Regions from separate parts of the Gossypium hirsutum genome. Here region 1 is linked to region 2. The links are chromatin contacts, called in public Hi-C maps. All regions are on one chromosome and are shown on one strand. The core of a region is the stretch at or near the end of the contact, and the rest is flanking DNA. Distances in the headings are between cores, read along the strand shown. Region 1 has its middle 5.2 kb from the start of LOC121218560. Region 2 holds the start of LOC107901830.

The links. Hi-C and Micro-C count contacts between places; a contact is called where the count stands out from the background.
Region 1: a Hi-C map of leaf shows a contact between it and region 2, with 2.0 times the contacts expected there. The contact joins the enhancer-like site here to the promoter of LOC107901830 in region 2. A contact is called at or near these places in 5 of 34 Hi-C or Micro-C datasets (cotyledon, fibers and leaf).

Annotation. Positions count from the first base shown.
Region 1 is chrD06:58,453,760-58,459,196 of Gossypium_hirsutum_v2.1, forward strand. No RefSeq gene overlaps it. Among protein-coding and RNA genes, the nearest start is that of LOC121218560, 5.2 kb to the right of the region's middle. Within about 2 kb of position 2,247, at least 3 of the 9 cell types and tissues checked have an H3K27ac peak or open chromatin away from gene starts, as enhancers often do. A contact at or near this core is called in leaf, where this site is marked.
Region 2 is chrD06:58,410,119-58,416,171 of Gossypium_hirsutum_v2.1, forward strand. It overlaps LOC107901830, which reads right to left and starts at 2,393. Exons shown (of 3, transcript XM_016827987.1): 1 at 2,310-2,393; 2 at 360-441; 3 at 1-244. The coding sequence starts at 2,318.

The DNA of each region.
Region 1 (5,437 bases), core at 997-3,496, 43 kb after region 2:
TTCATTTACAATTTAGTTCATTTTGTGATTATTCTTTGAAACTTTCTCTTCTCTTTCATTTTTTTTTAATTTTTAATTACTATATGTTAAGTAACATAATTGAGGTCAAGGCAGTGTTGCCACCATAGATTGTATTCTTATAATGTTTTTAGAATTGAACTTGTGGTTGAATTGATCAGATTATTGATTTACTAGTCGAATTGATTCAGCAGATTTGATAAAAAATTTAAAAATTAAAAAAACAAACAATTTAACTAGGTTTTTAGCTAGTTCAATTGATCTGTATCAATTTGTTATTCAATCAATTCAAAGTCTTTTTCTAGATCAATACCTCAACCGATTCTCGGTTCAATCAATCGATTCAATCCACTTCAAACAACATTGCATTCCCCAACTAACTAGGGCTTATCTGCAGTGGAATTAGGGAAAAGAAAAAAAGAAAAAAAAAAGTGTTATATTTGGTTTCTGTTGGTTGGCTTCAAAGGTTCTAAGTAAGTGCAGAAAAATTAAAAGGAGATCTAAATGGCTAAAAATGATTTTTTTTTAAATATATATATTTTTTAAATTTTTAAAATTAGAGAACAAAATTGACAAATTTTGTAAATGTCACTAAATTTATTGAGTTTTTTAAAATTCGAACTAAAATGACAAGCTTTATAAATGATGAGGGCTAAATATGTTGAATTTTTTATATTTAGAATCAGAATAATAGAAACTGTAAATATTAGGGGGCTAAATTTGTTATTAGACTAAGAAAAAAATGCTCACGTCAACTTTTCGTAACTCATCTAATAACAACTAAATTAAAATATTTAATTTTGAAAAGTTTAGTTACTAAATTAAAAAATTAATAATTGGTTGATAAAAAAACTTAATTAAGTGATATTTTAATAATTTAATTTTATACAAAAACAAATTACACAACCATCTTAACAAAGAATAAAATGTCAATTTTGGTTCTTTTAATAACCCTCTTTCTTCTTTTGTTTTTTCAACGTAAATTTTGATATTTGAACAGATGAACAATATATTTTAGCTCAATAAAAAGATTATTTGTGTATTATTTATGTTGTTTGCTTGTTGTTACATTTTCTGATTGCAAAGGAGGGATAATCCTACTCATAAATTCAAAGTAATATTGTACCATTTGAGAAGGCATACATACATGTTCATTCTTGATATTTTTTGGGCCTTAGACGAAATAATAAATATATATAATGTAATATAATAAAAGGTGAAATGTTTTTGAGGCCCTAAGAAATGAAGCATTTATAATGAAAAATTGAACACCTTAAGTATTTAATTAATTTATTTTAGTCTGAATCTTTTTTTCACATTAAAAGTTGAAAAAATAATTTTGAACCCCTTCCAACATTGGACCCTAGATGATTGCACTCTCAAACAATCCCAAGACCAGACCTGTATATATATATATATATATATGAGCCACTCGACCGTGATGCCCTATCTCGCTAGTAATATCTCCAAGAATATAAATACACACATTCATAGAGATTATGGAGTAATCAGAGTGGTTTTAAAAGGCATTAATTGTTGGTGTTTGGAGTTTAGAGCAAACACTAATTGTGCACATTGTAGATTAGAGGTTTCTTGAGTCGGATCGGATCAAGTTTAAATATGGTATTAATATATTTTATATTTGTTTAAGCTCAGCTTTACTCGGCTCAAAATATGGGTTTAAAATTTTATCAAAATATGTTTCATATTTATAAATGGTTAAACCAAACTCATTTTATATTTTTAATTTTTAAAAAATATATTTTTAATTTAAATTTTAATAATTATATATTTTAATTTATTAAATTTTAATATATAATTAACTTAATATTTTTTATGCTTACATTATACTATTATATATTACTATAAATTATAAAATATATAAAATAACAAAATATAATATTAAAAAATTAGAAAATCGGACTAGACTCATGCTTAATTCATATTTTAAACGGACCTATTTTTTACCTAAATCTATATTTCGGACCTAATATTTTTATTTAAATTTCGAATACACATTTGGAGGGACAAGTCTAGTAATCAATCACCCATAATATACTATCCTCAATGAAAGGCTGTAACAAAATAGCACCCCAGTTGGGCTGTGGTCAATATACAAGGAACCAGTATAGGAATGGGGTATTAGAGTAGTGGACCACGGATCCATTAGGACAGGCCTAAATTGAGTCTAGCACACGATAGCTAAAAGCAGTGTGGTTACGTCATTGTCGATGAGTAGAATTTGGAAGTGGGGACCTCCAGTTTCTTAACTTTTGGTTCATGGATCACAAGACAAGGTGACCAAAAATATGTTTTAAATTTAAATTCACTTTTTATTTATTTATTTTGAATTTATTAAATTACAAATTACTATATGTATAGTATGGGATGACATTACTGTTTAATTTATGAATAAAATTTTGGATTAGTATTTGATATATTGATAATATATATATTTTTTATTTTATAAGTAGTCTTAAAAATTTGCTATGTGTTTCTCTTTTTTAAATATTTATTTTTTTAGTATTTTACTATGCCATTATCTCTATCCAATAGCGGAGTCAAGGGAGATTGGTAGGGGCCCTGACTCTCCTAAAATAGAAAATTTTTCATTTAGGCTATTTATAATTTATAAAATTTTAAATTAATAATGATAAAATTACACTTTGGCCCCCCTAAAAATAATAAAAATTTGTAATCTTTTAAAAATTATAAAGATATACACTATTAAAATTGTGAAATTAAATTGTTACTGTCGTAAAAATATACAATTTAATTTCGACACCCCAACAAAAAATTTCTGGCTTCGCCATTGTGTCAACCCTTTGACTCTACTTGTGGAGTCTAAAAACTCTATTGGTGGTGTATCAAATACTATTCCATATACGTTTTGTTTGTCTATTTTGAGTTTGTTTAATGATAGATATATTATATGAAGCTTATAAAATAAATTTTATATAATTTATGAGTATTATATATATATATTTTTCGGTATTGTAAATTTTATTTATAGTGAGAGTTGAATTTATGCCACCAACATTTTTAAATATTTTATTTACCAGATTTATTTTTGTATGAATATTTTCTATTTGAGATTTAATTAGTCTCATTATTTGATATTTTTAAATATTTTATGGGGGGATCCACATACGTCGGTGTAAAACTAAAATGATTTTACACATTTCTATAATTTTCTATACAATTAATATTTTAACAATCAAACTGTCATGTTTCATGCTACATTCAGATTGGTGTAAATAAAAAATCTCTAACCTTTTGTTTTATGTAAAAGAGCTTTAAATTTTCAAATATATATTAATATAGACAATATTTTAGATCGATATGATAAAAATATCAGACCGACTCAAAATTTTACAAGCATGACAAGTACAAATATATTAATAAATTCAACAGTTGGATTGTTAAAATATTAATTGTATTTTACACTGATGTAAATGGGACATTCCCTATTCTTATATACATATAAAATGTTTTTAAAAATATAAATAAATCCGAAATAATATACCAATACGAATCAATACTAATAAAAACCCATACTTGACATGTCAAGTAAATAAGTTTAGATATGAGTAAGATTAATTTTGCTTCGTTTGATCATTAGTTTCAATTTTCAAATATGCTCTTAAAGGGAAAGGAAACAAAAACCTACGAAACGCCCACAACGGTAAATATACATTGAATTGTATTTTAAAATTTACTGAAATTCTGGGTTAGATGAATGAGTAATTAAGCTAGGGTTAAAATTGTATAACGTATAATCATAAATTTAGCACTTAATCCTATATATTTATTCTTTATTATGATCTTTTATTGGAAAACCTTTAAACTGATAAGACTAAAGGGTTAAAATGAACTTAATAAAAAAATTTTAAAAATCAATTAAACTTTTTTAAAATTTAAAATTTATTAAAAATTCATAAAATTTATAGAAAAGAATTATAAAAAATTTAAATTTTTTTTATTAAAAATAACAATACTATCCCAGTAAAATTGAATTTTTAAAGAAAAATTGGGATTAGATTTCGAAAATCTTATAAACAGTAGATCAAAAATTTTTATAATCCCAAATTTTAATTTTTTTTGAAATATTTTTTTTATAAATTTTGTTTATAATTTTATGATTTTTTAAAATTTTTTAAAATTTAAAAGAGCTTAATTGATTTTTTTTATTTGTTACTGAGGCCTTTTTGACGCTTCAGCCTTATTAGTTTCAAAATTTTATAATTTACTTCAAATAAAATATCATAATAGTGATCAAATTGAATAAATGTGTAGGGTTAAGAGCTACATTTGTTATTATGCCTTATATATAAATACCAAAATAAATATTTAAAATGCAATTTTAACGGTGTGGCTATTTTGCCCACTTATCTAACGTACATAGCCTAATTTGCTCATTTTTTTTAGTGAAGATACTAAAGTGTAATTCAAAATATAACACATGTGATTTTATGATCAAATAAGTGGGGTAGAGACTATTCTAATAAAGTCTTTTACTTGGTCGATTCTCTTTGTTTCACCGCGGGTAGGTTGAACTAATAGTCCTTAATGAGACTCATAGCTTATGATAAAATAAGTGAAGTGCGTTGTGCCACTTTTGATTAGCTCGCCTATGCAAGTAGAGAAGTTAGAGGCTGGTTTTTAAGGATTGACAAGTAGAATCTAAGAGTACTTACTATTTACAGGATGTAGCGCATAGCCTTTTAACGCTTTGCCTTGTAGAAATCAAAATGATTTTGTGGTACGAAAAAATTACTTCATGTTTTACTTTCGTTTCAAAAGTTCTAGTTGTAAGTCACTTTTAACTATGTACCACTTAATGATCTAAATATAATTTCAAGTTTCTTTAAAAAAAATGAGGGATCACTACACCAAAACAGGCTTTTAGCGGCGTTTTTAGTGGCGTTTGGATAAAAAATGCCGCTAAAGATCGATCATTAGCGGAGTTTTACGGAAAACGCCGCTGAAAATAGGCATTAGCGGCGTTTTTGAGAAAGCGCCGCAAAAAACCTAAGCCCAACGACGCGTTTCCCGAGCTTTCGGGGATTTAGCGGCGTTTCTGAGAAAGCGCCGCAAAAAACCATAAGCCCAACGACGCCGTTTTCTGAGCTTTCGAGGATTTAGCGGCGTTTTTAAGGAAGCGCCGCTAATGCTCAGGGCTTTAGCGGTGTTTCTGAGAAAGCGCCGCAAAAAAACCTAAGCCCAACGACGCGGTTTTCTAAGCTTTCGGGGATTTAGCGGCGTTTTTAAGAAAGCGTCGCTAATGCTCAGGGCTTTAGTGGCGTTTTTGGGAAAGTGCCGCAAAAAAACCTAAGCCCAACGATGCCGTTTTCTGAACTTTCGGGGATTTAGCGGCGTTTTTAAGAAAGCGCCGCTAATGCTCAGGGCTTTAGCGGCG
Region 2 (6,053 bases), core at 1,143-3,642:
TTGCATACCTTACAAAGTATCCATACTATTTTTGTCTCAGGTTCCTTCTTAGGAGGCTTATCTTTATCTTTATCTTTATCTTTATCTTTATCTGTTGTTTTCTTTTCAGGCGGTTTAATCTCAATGCTTTTGATGCAACTGCCGGCCTTGCAGCTTATCTTGGTCTTGATACACTGAGGATCGATGGAGACCACAGTGATGGTCACCGTATTTGCCTTCTCATCGTATTTCTGGTCTCTTATTTCTGTTCAACACCATTACATCACATTTAATCGGTTTTCATTTATGTTATATGTTTGTTCATGCATATAGTTTAGGCACAAATTATAATGAGAAAAGAAAAGATCGATCAAACTTGCCCGGATATTTGCAGAGCACTTTCTTGACCTTCCGATAGCAACGGTAGCACTGAAGGTCAACTTTCAACACCATTGTTGTGCCCTACAACAGTGCTCTTATCAATCAATGTGATAGGTAAGAAAAGAAAAAAAAGCATATATATATATATATACACATATATATTATCACACTACTATAAATTTATCACACAGATATCATATATTTAAATTAGAAAAGTGTATTTAAAAATAACATACAATAAATAATCAAATGTATTATTTACAATTAACTAATAATAACACATGAAATTTTTTATATTAAAATGAAAAATTAAGATTAGATTGTGAGTAAAACGAAATTTAAACACATAAATATATCAAATTGTAAATATTATATTAAAATAAATAAAGAATAATAGTTTAGATATACAATTGATATAGATAATAAGAGAATTGGATTATATGAAACTGTGATTCCACTTCACCCTTATCCCTTTTCAATAGGAGAATGACAAATCATATTTTTTTCCTCTTGATTTTTAGCATTTTTAGTTGAATTTAATTTTTTTAAGAGAAAAAGGTTGAAAATCAGGAGAAAAAATCTGATTTGTCATTCTCCTATTAGAAAAGGATATAAATGACGTGGAATCACAGTTGCATACAATCATTTCTCAGGTAATAAAATATGCATAATAAAATAAAAATGCACAAAATATTTCAACTTAAAATTTTGTTTGAGAGATAAATGGCATGAGTTAAAGAATAAAATATCCTCAAATAAATTATTTATTTTAATTACGAAAAAAAAATTTCATAATTTTTCTAATTGAGTTAGTATTCGGTTAATTCGTAAAAATAACTTAATTAAAAATTTAAATAATTTAAATTGTGACCTATTGAACAAGTATTCACATTTTTTCAGGAATAGTTAGGATGGATTCTCATTTGTATATATATATATATAGAAAGAGAATATTAATTGAAATGCACTGTTGAGGACTTGGATGTCGTCCGCTGTTATATTAGGGGGATTGAAGTCTGCGGCTCATGATTCACGATTTCTTCCGCTTAAGCAAACATATGTACACGCACATACATACATATATATATTACATGTATGACACGAATATGTGCATGATATTAAATGAGAATATTAAATGCAATCTAAATATTTATTATGATATTTTCATTTTTCTTGAGTTGGTCATGACACTAATTTACTCAATCAATGACATTATCAATATTTACAAACATGTGGTTGAAAAAATTTGTATAATAAAATTAAAATGTATAAAAATATTAAAATTAAAGCTTTGATCAATGTGATAAAAAAAATATCGATGTTGGTAGCTTGAGTTTAAATCTTAACAGTTTCAACATTTTTATTGGTTTTTTTAAATAAGAAGAAGACAAAAATATCCTCGTAATAATATAGTTTATTTAAAATATATAAGATTATTTTAATAATTTTCTTGACTGAGTTGTTGTTGAGCTGGCATCAACTCAGTCATACACTTAAATTATAAACTATAAATTTTACACAGATATATACGTGTGAAAATCACATATTTTGAATATGTGTGTATTTAACAATAATATACAATAAATAATAAAATGTAAGGATTGAAACAATATATATATGATACCAAGTATTTGCGAAGAATATAAAAATTAAAGGTGTAATATGTTTAATTTATTTTCTATCGCACATTATAATATTATTATAATATTTAATTTAACTATCATTATTATTTTTATACTAACCACATTTAATCATATTTTTCATCAAACTCACCCCAAATCATAAAACCTTTCGTTATTTTGGAAGCATAAAAATGTAGCGTTAATGAAGTGAACACATAAATATATAATTATATATACATATCAGACTAGCTAAACCGTAAATAACCGACAGCACATATGACATAGTAATATAAGAGAAAATATATAAATGGTGAAATAATGCCACACCTCTGCCATAGCTGTGGATGATAGAGCCAAGTGAAACAGACAAAGAGAGAAAAATCAAGAGATGGGTGTCCTTACACTTCTATATCAACCTAGGCGGCCAAATTGCGTCTTAAATAGAGCTAGAGCGAAAGACTTTGACTCCATGCACTCTCGACCACCAATCATATCCATCCGACACAGTGTTTTTCTTATCACAAGTCACGACAAATATTGTCTTCATATGGCAAATTTTTTAAATTATCACCGCCAAGGAACTTAACTTTGATTGGACGTAGAAGCATCCGTACAACAACCTCGTTTTGGTAGGAAAAAGATGTTTCATCCTCCCCAACTACGTTATTTTGTTATTTGATATTCGAGCTGTTGTGGCTGACACATCCATGGTATTAATTATAGATTTTAATCTCCGGTCCCGGATTTATGCTCTCTTTCGTGGACCCATCCTCATTTCTAGGCTTTATATTATATTGGCATGAGATGATTGGCATGCAAAACTTAGTAAAATACATTGTATCCCAACTACATTTTGAGTTGAGTTATGATTTAGGGGTGAAGTTAAAATTTTTTTTTGTAGGAGTTAAAATAAAATTGTATATTTTTATAATAATAAAAGTAAAATTTTATCATTTTAATGGGTTATAATTTTATTATTTTTAAATAATTAAATTAATTTTTTCATTATTGAGGATTAAAATGTAATTTTATCATATACCAAGTTAAAATTTTTTAAATTATAAAAGGACTAAAGGTGAAACTTTCCATTTTAGGGAGGGTCGGGCCCCTGCCAAGCCCCCTTTAGCTCCGCCCCTGTTACGACCAGCTCTTTAACAATAATGCTTATCAACAATGGTACCCTTTTAGCTTTGTATCTGAAGTAACTAAAAGGATTTATATTTGAAACATTATCTTTGTATTAATATTACTTTTGGTTAGAGTATTATTTTCATGCATGTTTTAATATATAAATTAGTAATAAATTAATTAAATTGATAATATTTAACCATTCTCATGACTTATTTTTAGTAAAGAGGAGGAAAATTTTTCTCTTATATTTTTTACAAGAGTTTTTACTTATCTTTCTTATATCAAGTTTAAATGTCTACTAATTATTATTTGTTTTATTTATAACTATTGTAATACATAAGTAAGAAACATGTTTTATTCTTATGTTATTACATTAGCAACCTAACGAGTTTTTAGTTAGGTATGACAATGGAGCGGATTGGGATGGATGTTGGTAAACCCACTATTGCTCCATCGTTTGCATGCTCTATATTGTCATCTATTTTGTTTCATTATGGATGTATAATCTTAAAATTTACTACCAATTCCATTAATGTTGGAAACGTCCATTCCCAACCTCGTCTCACCTCAATTTAATTTTTGCTAGTTATTTATAATATCTTCAATTTAAAAAAAACAATAAAATATTCAAGCATAATTCTTCAAAACAAAATTTTCTAAAATTCTCATTTTGATTTTTAGTTTTGAGAAATATGGGTAAGGAAGAAAGTGAAAGAATTTAGGTTTTTTTTTTATTTTATATAATTCATTATTACATTTTTACACTTTTAAATTTGAATAATATAATTTTTGGAACTTGGCAATTACATACACTTTGATATTTTTATTTTTGGTTCACTTTGATACCTAAATTTGCAACTAGAATCATTTTGGTCCCTGAACTTGGATTTCGTTAAGATTTGATGATATGATCAGTGTTTTTGGAACATGACTAGATTGATTGGTCAGACTGATTGGATTGAAGATCGACCATACACTAGTCCAAACAAAGGGGTTGAGCTGATTGAATTGAAAACTGCTTGAAATCGATAAAAAAATAAAGACAAAAACCAATAGTTGAAAAGGTTAATCCGATTTAATAATTTTTTTATTTTTTAAAATTTTATGAATTATGAATATTTATTTAATTATTATTGGTATAGTTGTAAACCCGATCCAATCAATTGAACCAGGAACCAATGGTCTGACTAGTTCAACCACTAGTCTAGCTATTAGGACATTGTACGTTACACTCTAATATTGTACCACATCACCTGAAATTTTATATATATATATTTTTTAATTTTCAAGTGATGATGTGGCACGATCTCAGAGGGCCATATCATCAAACTTTTATATTTTTCAAGTTCAAGGACAAAAATGAATCTAGTTGTCAAGTTTAGCTACCAAAATGGATAAAAAAAGGTACAGGTATCAAAATGGACCTAGTTGCCGAGTTCAGGCGGCAAAAATTATGTTATCTCTTTTAAGATTTAATAGTTATAGGCATAATGTAAAATTTAGCCTTTAATGTTTACATTTTTTTGTCAAATCAATTTTTATTCTTTTTTTTTAGCTAAATTTGACCCTCAACCTTTTAAAAAGAGTCCAATGAATTGTTTTAAATGAAAATATTGAATAAAATGTTAAAATTTTAAACATGGTATCGCGCACGACAACTAACATATAGTCCATCCTAATTTATTTAATTTTTTTTGAATTTTTAAAATTTTTTGAATATTTTTATAATTTTAAATTAGTTGTCAACAATGCGTATACACTTTAGGCCAACATATATGTATGTTTGCTCACAAAGCATGAAGAATAATTGATCTGATTCATTGATGTTCCTACAAAGAAACACTTATGAAACTAGAACTCATGCCTCAAAGATGCAGTCATCGATTCTCCTGATAGGCTACAATTATCGTGAGAGAACACATTAATTTAATGACGAGGAGCACATTTTTCTATGGTACTAATATTTGTACTTGCTCTGCTATTTTGCCCAAGCCTTGTTGAGGAAGACTTATAAGACATAAAACAAAAAAAAAATGCTTATGTTATTTTGTTTTGGCAGGTAATGCTATATATAAAATAGAAAAGTAAAAATATATGATAAATAATAAATAAAAGGCCATTCCATTTTGGCAAAAGACCCATGCTCAAGTTCCATAGCTTTGGGTCCGCCATCCCGATCATGATTTTTCTACCCCTACCAAATGGAAAGGTCCTTCCCTTTTGGGCAAGGAGGGATTTCAACCCTCGACACCATGGTTTGTAACCATGTGCTCTAATCCTTTGAACTACAAGTCCACCTCGTCTCCAATGGACTTGTTCCTCGGAGTACCCTAAAAAAAAGGAATTTTTCCTCTTACCAACCATTTTGGGTTAAGAAGATGTGAAAATGCATCTCTATAAGAACAGTGCGTCCCAATATATGAAGGGGGGAGAGAGGGGATTTCATAATCGGGGTTTTGAGTAAGGACACCTTTTCATATCTCATTCTTATTACTTTTTGTGATATGAGAGATCATAGTGTCATGTCAGCATAGAGTGCATGTAGATTAACACGTGAACTGTCACGCCACTATAATTAAAAAATTAATGTTTTAGTTAAGGTTTACATTAAAAAAATAATTTGACTTTTTTTTAAAAGGTTAACAGCCAAATTTAGCTTAAAAAAAGAATAAGATTTAAATTAATAAAAATTGTAAACGTTAATGACTGAACTTGACATTATACTATATACATACTTTAGGTAAATGGTGATTTTATACGATAAGACGAAACAAACAATTAAAATAATCAAATCATACTTATTATAATAATAAAAAATTGCTTCCTCCCACCCAAAATCCATTTAAAAATAAAAAAACCTGAAACAGATACATTCAAAAAATTCATTAATAAGATTAAGTTTTGTCATCTATTAATAATGTGATAATATTTGTTGAAATA